2 separate regions of the Mus musculus genome follow, and region 1 is linked to region 2. A link is a contact called in public promoter capture Hi-C data. All regions are on one chromosome and are shown on one strand. Each heading gives the region's core, a stretch centred on a gene start, on an enhancer-like site or on the middle of the called end of the contact. The rest is flanking DNA. Distances are from core to core; before and after follow the strand shown. Region 1 overlaps 1700047F07Rik (a long non-coding RNA gene). Region 2 holds the start of Lexm (lymphocyte expansion molecule).

The links. Promoter capture Hi-C pulls out the DNA fragments that hold promoters and counts their contacts.
Region 1: a promoter capture Hi-C map of hippocampal neurons shows a contact between it and region 2, with 3 times the contacts expected there. The contact joins the enhancer-like site here to the promoter of Lexm in region 2. A contact is called at or near these places in 6 of 39 promoter capture datasets (embryonic stem cells, hippocampal neurons, liver and 3 more), 1 of 15 datasets of contacts at CTCF or cohesin (embryonic stem cells) and 2 of 484 Hi-C or Micro-C datasets (both in embryonic stem cells).

The regions. Positions count from the first base shown.
Region 1 is chr4:107,714,752-107,720,435 of GRCm38.p6, forward strand. It overlaps 1700047F07Rik (a long non-coding RNA gene), which reads left to right. Exons shown (of 4, transcript XR_867984.2): 3 at 466-587. Among named protein-coding and RNA genes, the nearest start is that of 1700047F07Rik, 28 kb to the left of the region's middle. Within about 2 kb of position 3,505, at least 61 of the 459 cell types and tissues checked have an H3K27ac peak or open chromatin away from gene starts, as enhancers often do. A contact at or near this core is called in hippocampal neurons, where this site is marked.
Region 2 is chr4:106,614,495-106,619,828 of GRCm38.p6, forward strand. Lexm (lymphocyte expansion molecule) reads right to left here and starts at 2,744. Exons shown (of 10, transcript NM_183182.3): 1 at 2,631-2,744; 2 at 1,408-1,495; 3 at 845-1,009; 4 at 541-663. The coding sequence starts at 2,725.

The sequences.
Region 1 (5,684 bases), core at 2,255-4,754, 1.1 Mb after region 2:
GATGCAGACTGTTGTGGGTACACTAAAGTCTTCTGCAACTCCTACCTCTGTCTTCCTCAATCAAGTTAAGACCACAGCTGCACAGAGCAAACTGCTGACTCCGACAGAGAATGCTAAATGCCATACAAATCAGTATTAAAATCCACTGTGCGGTAAGGGCTGGAAACTGCCTCTGAGGAAGGAATGATATCATGGTCTCTACTATGCAGAGATCATCAGTTTTGGAGAATCACTTCACAGTATGGATTTAGGCATCTGCTAATTTTGCCCTTTATTGTAAAGACAGAAAGAGGGGCCAGTGGATTTAAACAAAGCAGGTCCGTAGCTAGCATACAATAAAATCTGAGTTAGCCTAAGTGTTAGGAATTGGTGGTTTTGTTTAGTTGGCTACAAGGTAGCCAGAAGTTCTCTTCATTTATTATTACATTTCCTGATTAATTTGTATTACTTCCTTTTTAATAACAGACACATAAATACGGTTACTAACTCAGAGACTGGGAAAGCCCCGAGGCTACCGTTCACCTTATAGACCTGCAGCCATGGAGAAAGAAGGCTTTCTTTCAGCAACATGTGGGCTGCCCCTAGAGGTAAGCGCCATAAGGCATTGAGTGTGCTCATGTGTTTGACGCCCAGGCTGGTTTGCCCCTGATCTCTTCACTAAAATGAAGTGGAGTCAAAAAGTTCGGTCCACACTAAGACGATTTATTGAGAATCTACTAGGGTAGTTTCAGTGAGAAATGTCTCCCAAAGGCATTCCTAACTTCTTAATTTTTGGGTGGCAGCACTCTGAACCTTGGTGGGCTGGTAGACACAGGAGATGGTCAGCCTGTGAGGGGGGCTGCTGAGGGTGGTTGTGTGATGAGGGGTGGGTGGAAGCCTGGCAGAGGACCACAAGGTTTTCATCTCTGGCATCTTGTGACTTGCCTGCAATTCTTCCCAGGAAGAAAGCAATGGCTACATGGTCTCTCCATCAGTGTCTCCTCTCCACTAAGAACATAAAGCTGGTTACCCATGTTGTATTTTGAAATCTCCTTTTAAGTCACTGCCTATGCTTGACAAGTTTGGTCAATGATATTTACCACAGCTCCTTACTATGCCAGACATCATTATAATCAGTTCCTTCATACAGTCTAGCCATCATGTGAGGTTGGTGTCCATCTAAATTAGGACTATATATGAGCAGTATAAAACCCATTGCACAGCAGATTAAACCACAAAGCTCTTAATTGCTAGAGATCTCTTTGTTAAGGGATCTGGAGACAAGTAGACACGGAAGAGGAGGAGTTAGGTAGGTAGGTTGCTTCCTGAGGCCAAGGCACTTTGGTCCTTCTGCCTTGTCATCTTTAGTGTGACAATGTCCTCTCATGTCGTCTTTAAGATGGAGATCACGCACTATCATATCGCAATTATTCCATCAGAAGCCAGGGGACAAAGGCTCGGGAGCGTTCTGCCTGTGTGTCTCTCTTACCAGAGGGGAACATGTCTCTCGGAAGCTTTTCCCTTCATGTTCACTGGCCATGGTTCAGTCACATGACTCCCTGTAACATCACCACCACAGATAGGGATCACTCCCTAGCTCTGTGTGACACTCATCTGCTGACCTGATCAAAACCGGAATTCTGCTTATCACCATCCCTAACGAGGAACAAGACAGACGTGGTCATCGGGCAGGCAGCGTCAGCTGGGCATTCGCCTTATTTGACAAGTGAGGGAACTGAGGCTCAGGAGGTTAGCTATGGTCAGGCTGTAATGACAAGGCCAAACTTCTCCTGATGAGGCTGCTTCGAGAGCCCTTCACAGCCCCTTAATGTGTCCAGGCTGGAACTTGCCAAAGGACTGAGCTGTTGTGATCTCCATCAAATGGAGCTTATTACTGAAAGCATCAGGAAGACCAGTCTCTAACAGCAGCTAGTATATTGGAAGGTCTCAGAGCTGCTAGCCCGCAGACAATGCTGGTCTGATTAAACATGAATATGACTAAAGGTTAGTTTAGTTTTGTGCTTGGAAATGGAGATTAAGGGAGAAAAACATAAAAACAAAGGGACAACTTTAAAGAAAGCAAACGTTTATAATCCTGTGTTTTGCAAGCTTTTGCAGCCTTTTCCATCTGTCCTTTATCTTCTTTGCAGAAATGGCTAATTTCTTTCAAATGCTGTAAACTGGAAAAATCTAAAATGCTCATCAGATAAACCAATTTAAAAAAACTACTACTGACTTTTCTTTACGTAAGTGCACAGAGTATCTGACTTGCTTCTGATAAGGTCTCTTTAAGTAGCATTATAATTAAGCCCACACCAACGAGCTATGTCTCTGAGAGCGCAGCTGGTCTGGTACTGAGGCGCATGCGCACTGAGCCTCAGACTTCTGCTGCATCTCAATGACCATGTGTGGCCTTTGTGCAGCCACCCATCCTGCTCTCTTGACACCGTTATCATCATCACAAGCCACTTGCCCCTGGATTCACCTCAGTGTGCCCCTGGATTAATTTATGAGACACCTTCACTGAGCTTTAGGTGTGGTCATGCGCCCCGGGTCTGGTCAGAAAAAAAAAAAAAAAAAAAAAAAAAAAAAAAAGGTGGGAAACCAAAGTGGTACCCTTCTCCCAACATGGAACCGCACCTCAGACTGATTGGGTCAGCCAAAGTGGGGTTGGGGCACAACAGTGTGTAACATAGAGAAAGAGGGTGAAGGTGGGAGGGGACGAAGGAGTAGGTTTCCAAACCTGGCCTTGCTACATCTGGCTTGCCTCAGTTTCCCCCTATATAAAAGCCGGTATCACAGCACCTGCCCTGAAGACAGATTATATTTAAAATGATATACAATAAAATCTGGGTGTATTGTGGGTCTTAGAGTTACCACTACAAGCCTTTTAATGAACAATGGATGGGCTGTTTGTTGGCAAGGATGATTCTGCCTGATTGTTATTGTTAGAGTGGTTTGTGGAAATACACAGAATACATTTGCTTTAATTTTTAATGCCTCATAAAGTGCGTAACACTTTGTGGGGGGGCGGGGGGGTTCAGCACAGAGGAGAATGAAAGGCAAGCCACCTGGGGGCACTGTACAGAGAAGCCAACGGTGGCAACCCTATCCCTCTGGCTTCCCTGCAAACAGTTTCTTTTTACAAATGTGGTTTTGGTATGCAAATCACTGTATGCAGATTTCTGTGTGCAAAATACAGCCTAGAAAAATGGCCTCCCTGCCAAAGAAGATAGGAGATGTTGGCTACCATGGAGAGAAATGGTAGCAAATTCCGGGTGCCTTCTCCCACTGCTCTGTCTAACAATGTATGGGGTGAGCAGATTTTTGGCATGCTAAACTGAACTATTTTGGCTTTAGGTTGTGTGTTCTTGTGATAAAAGTGTGCTTATTGAAGCCTGTAACTACTTTTTGAAGCCATAATAACGTGTCGTGGTATTTAATTTAGCATTTCACAACAGCGTACCACCTCCAGCTAGCAAAACCGCTTGTTCTGAAATCACAGATGGCTTCACATCTGAGGGTAGGGCTGCCTGACTTGTGGGCTTCCTACTTTCTGCAAAGAATTGTGCTTACTCAGAGACTTCATTTTACACTTCAGAAAGTATTCCCTAATTAATGCAGTCCTTAGTAAGGGGAAGGAAGGCACGTCATATTAGAATATTCTTTCTTCGGGAGAACAGGCGAAGCTAGCACTGAATTCTCAAGGCAACATTTTATCATTGAGGCAGAATAATAACATTGTCTCTTTCCCGGTGTTCCTTGCCGATTCCAAAGCTTCTCCCAGTTGCCTCCTTTCAGGAGAGGAGATGCAATACAAATGCATTCCAAGGTCACTTGTGACAGGACCTCTGGCCTCCCAGATTTGGGATTATTTGTGTCTGCAATTATGCTCCAGAGACCAACCACTGTAATCTGTAGCCCCAGATCACACGCCTCTCCCTAACCTTACCTTTCCCTTACACTCAAATATTTTTTGCTCATGTCGGGTGTTTCAAACTTGCCACCTTGCCAAATGAGATGCTCATTAATTTTCCAAAACTGAAGTTTCATTTAAAAGCATTCTCGGGACAGTGCACACGGTCTGAAAGCAAAGCTAACAAGTGTAAGGCTGTCATCGCCCTGGTGGCTGGAAAAGAGGGAAAGGGAATCTTCCCGGGGACACTTGTTCACATGCTCATTCATGCATTCACTGCTTTGTGCGTGTGCTCATTTATGCATTCATTCATGCATGCATTCGTTAGCTTGGCTTCCTGCTCACCATGCGATGGGTATTGCCTTGGGCATAGGAACACAAAAATGAAACTATCCCTAGCTATCGTTCAGTGTCTCCCAGAAGAGGCCAGTGCATACATAGCTCCAGTGGAAGTGTACACCAGACACCCAGGTGTGCACAGGTAGAGTCGCGCACTCTCTCGTACCAGCAGCCATGGTGAACTGCTTGGATGTTGGCAAAGCTTTGGAAGCTGAACAGAAGTGGCCCAGATGGGTGGGTAGGTGGGGGTGAAGAAGCCCTGAAGGCAGAGGAGAGAGTGAAAAAGAAGGTCTGGTGGCTTGAGCTGCCAACGGCTGGGCAAGTCTTTCAGTTGAGAAATTTCTTTGACCTAAAAATAGGGGATGGGGGAGGGGCGTATGGGGAAGAGTCTCAACTGTTTGTGTGTCTGTCTCGCCCATTAAGATTTCTATTCCATGACTCATGCTCGGTCACCTATGGCTTGACCAGATAGCTATCACAACCTGTGACCAGTCAACTTGCCTCCAGCATCTTCCTGCACTGATCTCAAAGGCTCTGAAGTGCCCACCCCCGCCCATTTAAAACCACTCAGACAAAACCAAATACCTTAATCCTAGAGCAGAGGTTCTCAACCTGTGGGTCTTGACCCCTTTGAGGTCATGTATCAGATATCTCTGGCATATCAGATATTTACGTTAAAATTTACAACCATAGCAAAATTATGAAGTAGAACAAAATAATTTCTAGTTGGGGATCCTACAACATGAGCTGTATTAAGGGTCTAGGATGGTACCCTGCTCTGACATGTTCCCTCCTGACCACTGGCTCTGATCTGGAGAGACTGCAGCTAGCCATGGTATCAGGGAGCAGCCTGGTATGGAGGGAAGACGCTTCCTTCACACAGTGTTTGGAGACTCCTAGAAGTCACTACACTCAGCTGGCTGCAGAGCCTTCAAGATGCAGTCACGAATTCACGCTATGCATAGCCACCACCAAGAAGAGAGAGGAAGAGGTTTGGAAGGAGAATGGGACTTTGTAAATATTTGCAAGTAGGAGCCAGTTCGGTGACACCTGGGGCTATGTTCTCCTTCCAGGCCAAGGCAGACGTGGCTTGTATTTGCTGGGGAGTTGGACTACTCAAAACATAAGGTAATGAGTCAACAGGATGTGTGTGATCCGTGTTGAAGAATGTCATTCGGTAGGCCTTAATGAAATTATTCTAGATACAAGCCAATTATTCTAAATACAAGCCAAAGAACAGTCTGGCCACGTGTTGTGGAATCATGCAGGAAGACAGTCATTGCAAAAGTGGGGAAACCAAGCTATCACAACCTGTGACCAGTCAACTTGAAACCAAGGTTGAGAAAGCCTCCTGGGTATAACCATAATCATTCGATTAAGAAGCCCGGTTATGGGCTCATGACTAGAATTTTTCTGTGGCCAAGATCAGGAACCTTTATCCTTTTAGCAG
Region 2 (5,334 bases), core at 1,494-3,993:
TCTGTCCCCCAAAGAAGGAGACTGGGTCTTGCTTCCGTCCATAGCTCAGAAAGCCAGTGCATGGATCAGGTATTATGAGTCCCCTGCAGATTTTGTTCCAGTGAGGCCTCCCCAGACTGCTCTCTGTAAATCACCCCACAGCACTCTCCTTCCCTGTGCCATTTACCCTCAAAACTCCATAAGAACGATATGTATTTCCTTCTTCATACTGTGGTGTGTGTCACTAAGATGCCCGCTCTGACGTTTGTCACTGCCAGACACCCCGCTCTCCCAAAGCCTAGTTCAGTACACAGCTTTCAGTTGCTGCTTAATCATTATTTCCTGGTTGCCTAGCTAAATGAATATGTTTGTTGGGTTTCTAATATACTCTAGGTTTCTCTAGGCTCAAGACACAGGAGAGCAGAAGAGCCAACAAGAAAGCCAGGAAGGTCTGGGCAAGCCTAGGGAGAAGACGGGTTCAGAGAAGGGTGCTTGTCAAACATCCAAACAGCAACAGTCTTCCCACAGAGGACGGAGGGTGGAAGAGACAAGCTCACGTACCCCAATAAAACCTCGGAAACGTGTCTCCCCAGAGCTGAGCAGCCCCCGTTTGCTCTGTGGTTTCTTCTGCAGCTCAGTTATGAAGTCTTTGATGTTGTAGGAGCCAGGGCCACGCTTGTGCACCTGCCCCAAAAGAAAAGAACGCAGGATGGAAAAGGAACCTGGGGAGGTCCAGCCAGGAAGAGCCCAAAGGGTGACGGTGTTCTCCAAGAGGAAGCTGTATCCACTAGGACTCTGGAGGGATAGCCATGTGGACAGGAAGCCTTGCTCCTAGAGGTCGGGAAGGGTATGCCCCGAAGTTCACCTGCTGCTCTTTTTCCTTCTTGATGGCCTGGTAGTGGAAGTGGGGTAGCTGGGTCAGCCGAGTGGCTTCGTGGGCCTGGGACCATCCTGAGCCCAACTTCTGTTCCAGGAACTTCTTGCTGAAGCAGGTATCCTTGGAGTTATAGGTCCCAGGTCCTATGTGGGACTAAGTTAAAGCAGGCTCTCAGCTGAGTCGGTCATAACCACCTACCCCACCCCTTTGCATGTGCAAGTCACCCCTGGCCTAGGAATTAAACTAGACAGTTCCCCAGTCTGACGACCAGGAGGAGCTCAGCACTCAAGATCGAGTCCTGACCACCTCTGTGACTGGCCTTGTTCCACTTCAGGGAAATACAGAGTAGAAACAGCTGTGGAAGAGGAAGCCTGCGGCCCTTAAACTCCTAGGGTTCTAGCATAGTCCTGAGTTTATCAAACATCTGGAGCCAAGAATGAGGCAAGCTTGGGTTGGAGCATGCGCAGGTGTATTGGGGAAGGGACGCGGTTGGAGCATGCGCGGGCGTATTGGGGGCGGGACACAGACCACGTGAAAGGAAGCAGGCTCACCAGTTCCACCGAATGATGTCTGGAGTATGGGGCCTCTGTGAAGGTGCTGAATTTCTTCTGGTTGGGATAGACAGCGGAGACATCAAACCTAAGAGAGGTATAAGTGAGGGCCCATCTGGTCCTGACTGGGGCAGCCCTGGTGGACAGGCAGTTGGTTTCCCAGGACAGGCGACTTTGGAGCTGACCCTTGAATGTCACTTTGGATCTGCTTCATCATTTTGAGAGTTCCTGAGATGCTCTGCCACCCACCCTATGCTCTGCCTCTCCCTACAGCTTCATTCTTCTTCAGAGTTCTTACCATTATCCTTCCCAGCTCAAGTAGATAGATAGATGTTATACTACAGGGTGGATACTTCATATCATCTTTCATATACGTTTAATTATCCAGACCACCTCATGATCACAGATTCTAGAACCGTGTGTGGCACATAGTAGGTCATTTATATGCAACTATATTACATAATAGAACATAAAAAGAAATATGACAGTTGAGCATAATGGTGCACACCTTTAATCCCAGCACTTGGGCGGCAGAGACAGGTGGATCTCTATGACTTTGAAGTCAGCCTGGTCTATAGAGTGAGTTCCAAGACACCCAGGGTTATGTAGAGAGACTGTCTCAAAAAGAAAGAGAGAGAGAGAGAGAGAGAGAGAGAGAGAGAGAGAGAGAGAGAGAGAGAGAGAGAGAGAGGAAAGGAAAAGAAAAGAAAAGAAAAGAAAAGAAAAGAAAAGAAAAGAAAAGAAAAGAAAAAGAAAAAAGAAATAAGACACCTGGGTTGCAAACAAAACTTTTTAGCTAAATTTCATGGGATGGGCAGACCATGTGGCCTCTATGAATATTTTACATTAGGTGGTTTGGAAATAGTTTGCAAGAACTTGCTACAAAAATGGAACAGAAAACAAACAAACTTAGAGGCTTTAATCCCAGCACAGAGAGGGCAATGATAGGCAGATCTCTGTGAGTTCTGTCCAAGCAGGGCTACATAGGAAGAGAGGAGGAGAAAAGAGGAGGAGGAGGAGGAGGAGGAGGAGGAGGAGGAGGAGGAGGAGGAGGAGGAGGAGAAAGTGAGTGGGGGAGGGGCGAGCCAGCCCTCTTCCCTTCCTTCCCGGGCTCCAGCCTTCTGGGTTAGCCTTCCTCCCGGAGGCGGAGGCAGAGGCGCTGGTGGGGCCACAGGAACTCCCTTGGATCCTGGGTGCTAGGCCAGGAAGCAGTTGGGCCCCACCTGTGGCTCTGCACCCCAAAGGGCGCCCCTTTGAACCACTTGGGGATGGTGGACATGATGTTGCGCGGGGGGGCGCCGTGGGTGCGAGGTCTCATTGAGCCTAGACTCCAGCCTGCCCCCACCCCGGCACAACACCCCCTTGACACCGCGCGCTGCCACGGCAACCCGCAACCGGGGCGTTATGATTCAGCAAGTACAGACCTGCTTCGTGACACGTGGGAGCTCTCCAGCGTGCTGGCTGCCCCCTGACGTTATCATTCACTTTATATTCCCAATGCTGCCTTGCCTGAGACCCTTCCTGGGCTCCTTCAGACCTTAGGATCCCCCTGGGGTTTAATGAGAGAGCTCTTGTCACTTGCTGAGAATCTGTTTATTTCTGCTTATACTGGGGAGAGCCCAGGCTCAGAAATTGCCTTCATGTTCACCTTGTAAGGGAAACGGAGGGGAGAGCAGACTTGGGAATTCTGGTCCTTCTCTGCTGGATGGAACTCTGGCGGGGGAGGGGAGCGATGGGGAGAGGGGCGTGGCAGGGCAGGGTGGGGCGGGGAAGCCAAGGAAGATGGCACGTGGAGGACAAGTAGAGAGATAGGTGAAGGTACTTAGAGACATCAGAAGGGATGCAGTGGCATCAGAACCTCAGATATCCACTCTGAGCAGACACTAAAGGACGACTGGCCCCCAAATGTGGTCCCTGTCCTCTGACAACCACTTCCACAGCTTGGCCAGGCTAGCAGGTGGGGAATGGGGTGGGGCCCAGCCTGTGGACAGGCACTTCAGGGAAGAATCCCAAAGGAGGAATCACTTGCTAGGTGAAGAAAGAGGGGAGGGTGTGCCCCCAACCTGGTGTGACCAGCTCTCCCTCCTCCTCCCTTCCCCTACTGATAGCATCCTCTGGCTGTGCTAATGTCTCCTTCATTACCCCAGAGCCCTGCAAGGGCTTTCAGCAGAGATGGAACAGATGTCTGTCTACACCCCACTCCTGTGACAAGATAACTGGAGGTCGATGGAAGATACCTTCAGTCCTGCATCCAACCAGTGGCAAAGCACACCAGAGGCACAGCAGCCTCCTACAGCAGACCCACACCACAGTTGGTATTTAAATGGAAAGCTGGACTAATGGCTCCAGGCCTGGCAGTCACAGAGTCACAGCTGATAGAGCGACCACAGTATACCACTGAGCGGGGGGGGGGGGGGTGTGTGTGTCAGAGACATCAGCTGTAGTGTCCCTTTTTTTTTTTTTTTTTTTTACTTTTTTTTTTTTTTTAAAGATGTCTATAAATATACCAGAAGAGGGTGGGCGTCTGAATTTCATTACGGGTGGTTGTGAGCCACCATGTGGTTGCTGGATTTGAACTCAGGACCTTTGGAAGAGCAGTCAATGCTCTTATCCTCTGAGCCATCTCACCAGCCCATGGCGTCCCTTTCTAAGTCTCCTCATGCTTACCTGGGAAATGAAGCAACATTCTATCTCCCAGGCTCCTGAGAGGATTAAAACATCTACAGGAGGCAATTCCTGGCCCTGGGAAAGGGCCTCTCAGAGGCCCACAGAGAGAGACTGTCTTGTTCATTCCTGACACAGTACCTGACATATAGCAAACACACAGCAAATGTTTGTTGGGTGATAAATAAGTGAATAAATGTAGTACGATTTATCAGGAACCCATAAATTTGAAGCTTGGTCCTGCTGGTGACGCCAGGTGACCCTGGACATGGTATGCTCATGAGGCCTCCATTCCCCCACCTGGGACAGGGCATGTGACTAGAGTTTCCTTGGAGAGCTATACTAACATGTCATGGCGTCGTAGCTGTCCTTGCCCTAAGCAGGAGGCCCTTCTACCAGCCTGGGCCTCCTTAGGCACTCCTGGGGAAGTGGCACAGACCGGCCTGTAGCTGCCCATGTCTTCTCTTCTACAGTGATCCCCTTGGCTGCAGGACAGCTGAAGGAGTGGTGGAAGACACCAGCCAAAGTCCATGCATGGGCCAGAGTCCTGGCTGCAAGAGAAGGCATAGCAGGCCATGGTGAGTCACTTCTGTATTGAGGCCACCTGCCACGAACAGTCCAGCTCCTCCCTGTCATAGAACTTTGCCTGGCCAACTAATTCATCCTTTTCCATAGGTGCTACCACCACCCCTCCATCTCCACTCTAATTATTGCAGGAAAGAAATTGAAGGCTCAGACAGAATAAATGGTCCTGGTCACGTCTAGTAAAGCATGGGTCGCACAACCCATCCAGGACTCAACGCTTGAGAGGTCTGGAGCTGCAGGAGTTCAGCCTACCCAGAGATCATTGTCAATGTAATTTAGTCAAGTGTCTCAACCAGGACGGAGCCTGGGAGGGGGCTTTGGCTGCTACCTTTAAGTTTGTTTGTTTGTTTGTTTGTTTGTTTGTTTTGTTTTTTCAAGACAGGGTTTCTCTGTATAGCCCTGGCTGACCTGGAACTCACTCTGTAGACCAGACTGGCCTCCAACTCAGAAATCCACCTGCCTCTGCCGCCCAAGTGCTGGGATTAAAGGCGTGCGCCACCATCGCCCGGCTTACTTATAAGTCTTATCTCTTGCAACCTCTTTCCCACTCTCTGTGAGCCCTAGCTACGGGCAACTCTGGCCCCGAGGGCTACCCTAAGTTGCAGAGAAACCACTGGCCTTTTCAATTTTTCCAGCTTCTGCGATACGCATGCCCGCCCGCTCACTCCCTTCCCTCCC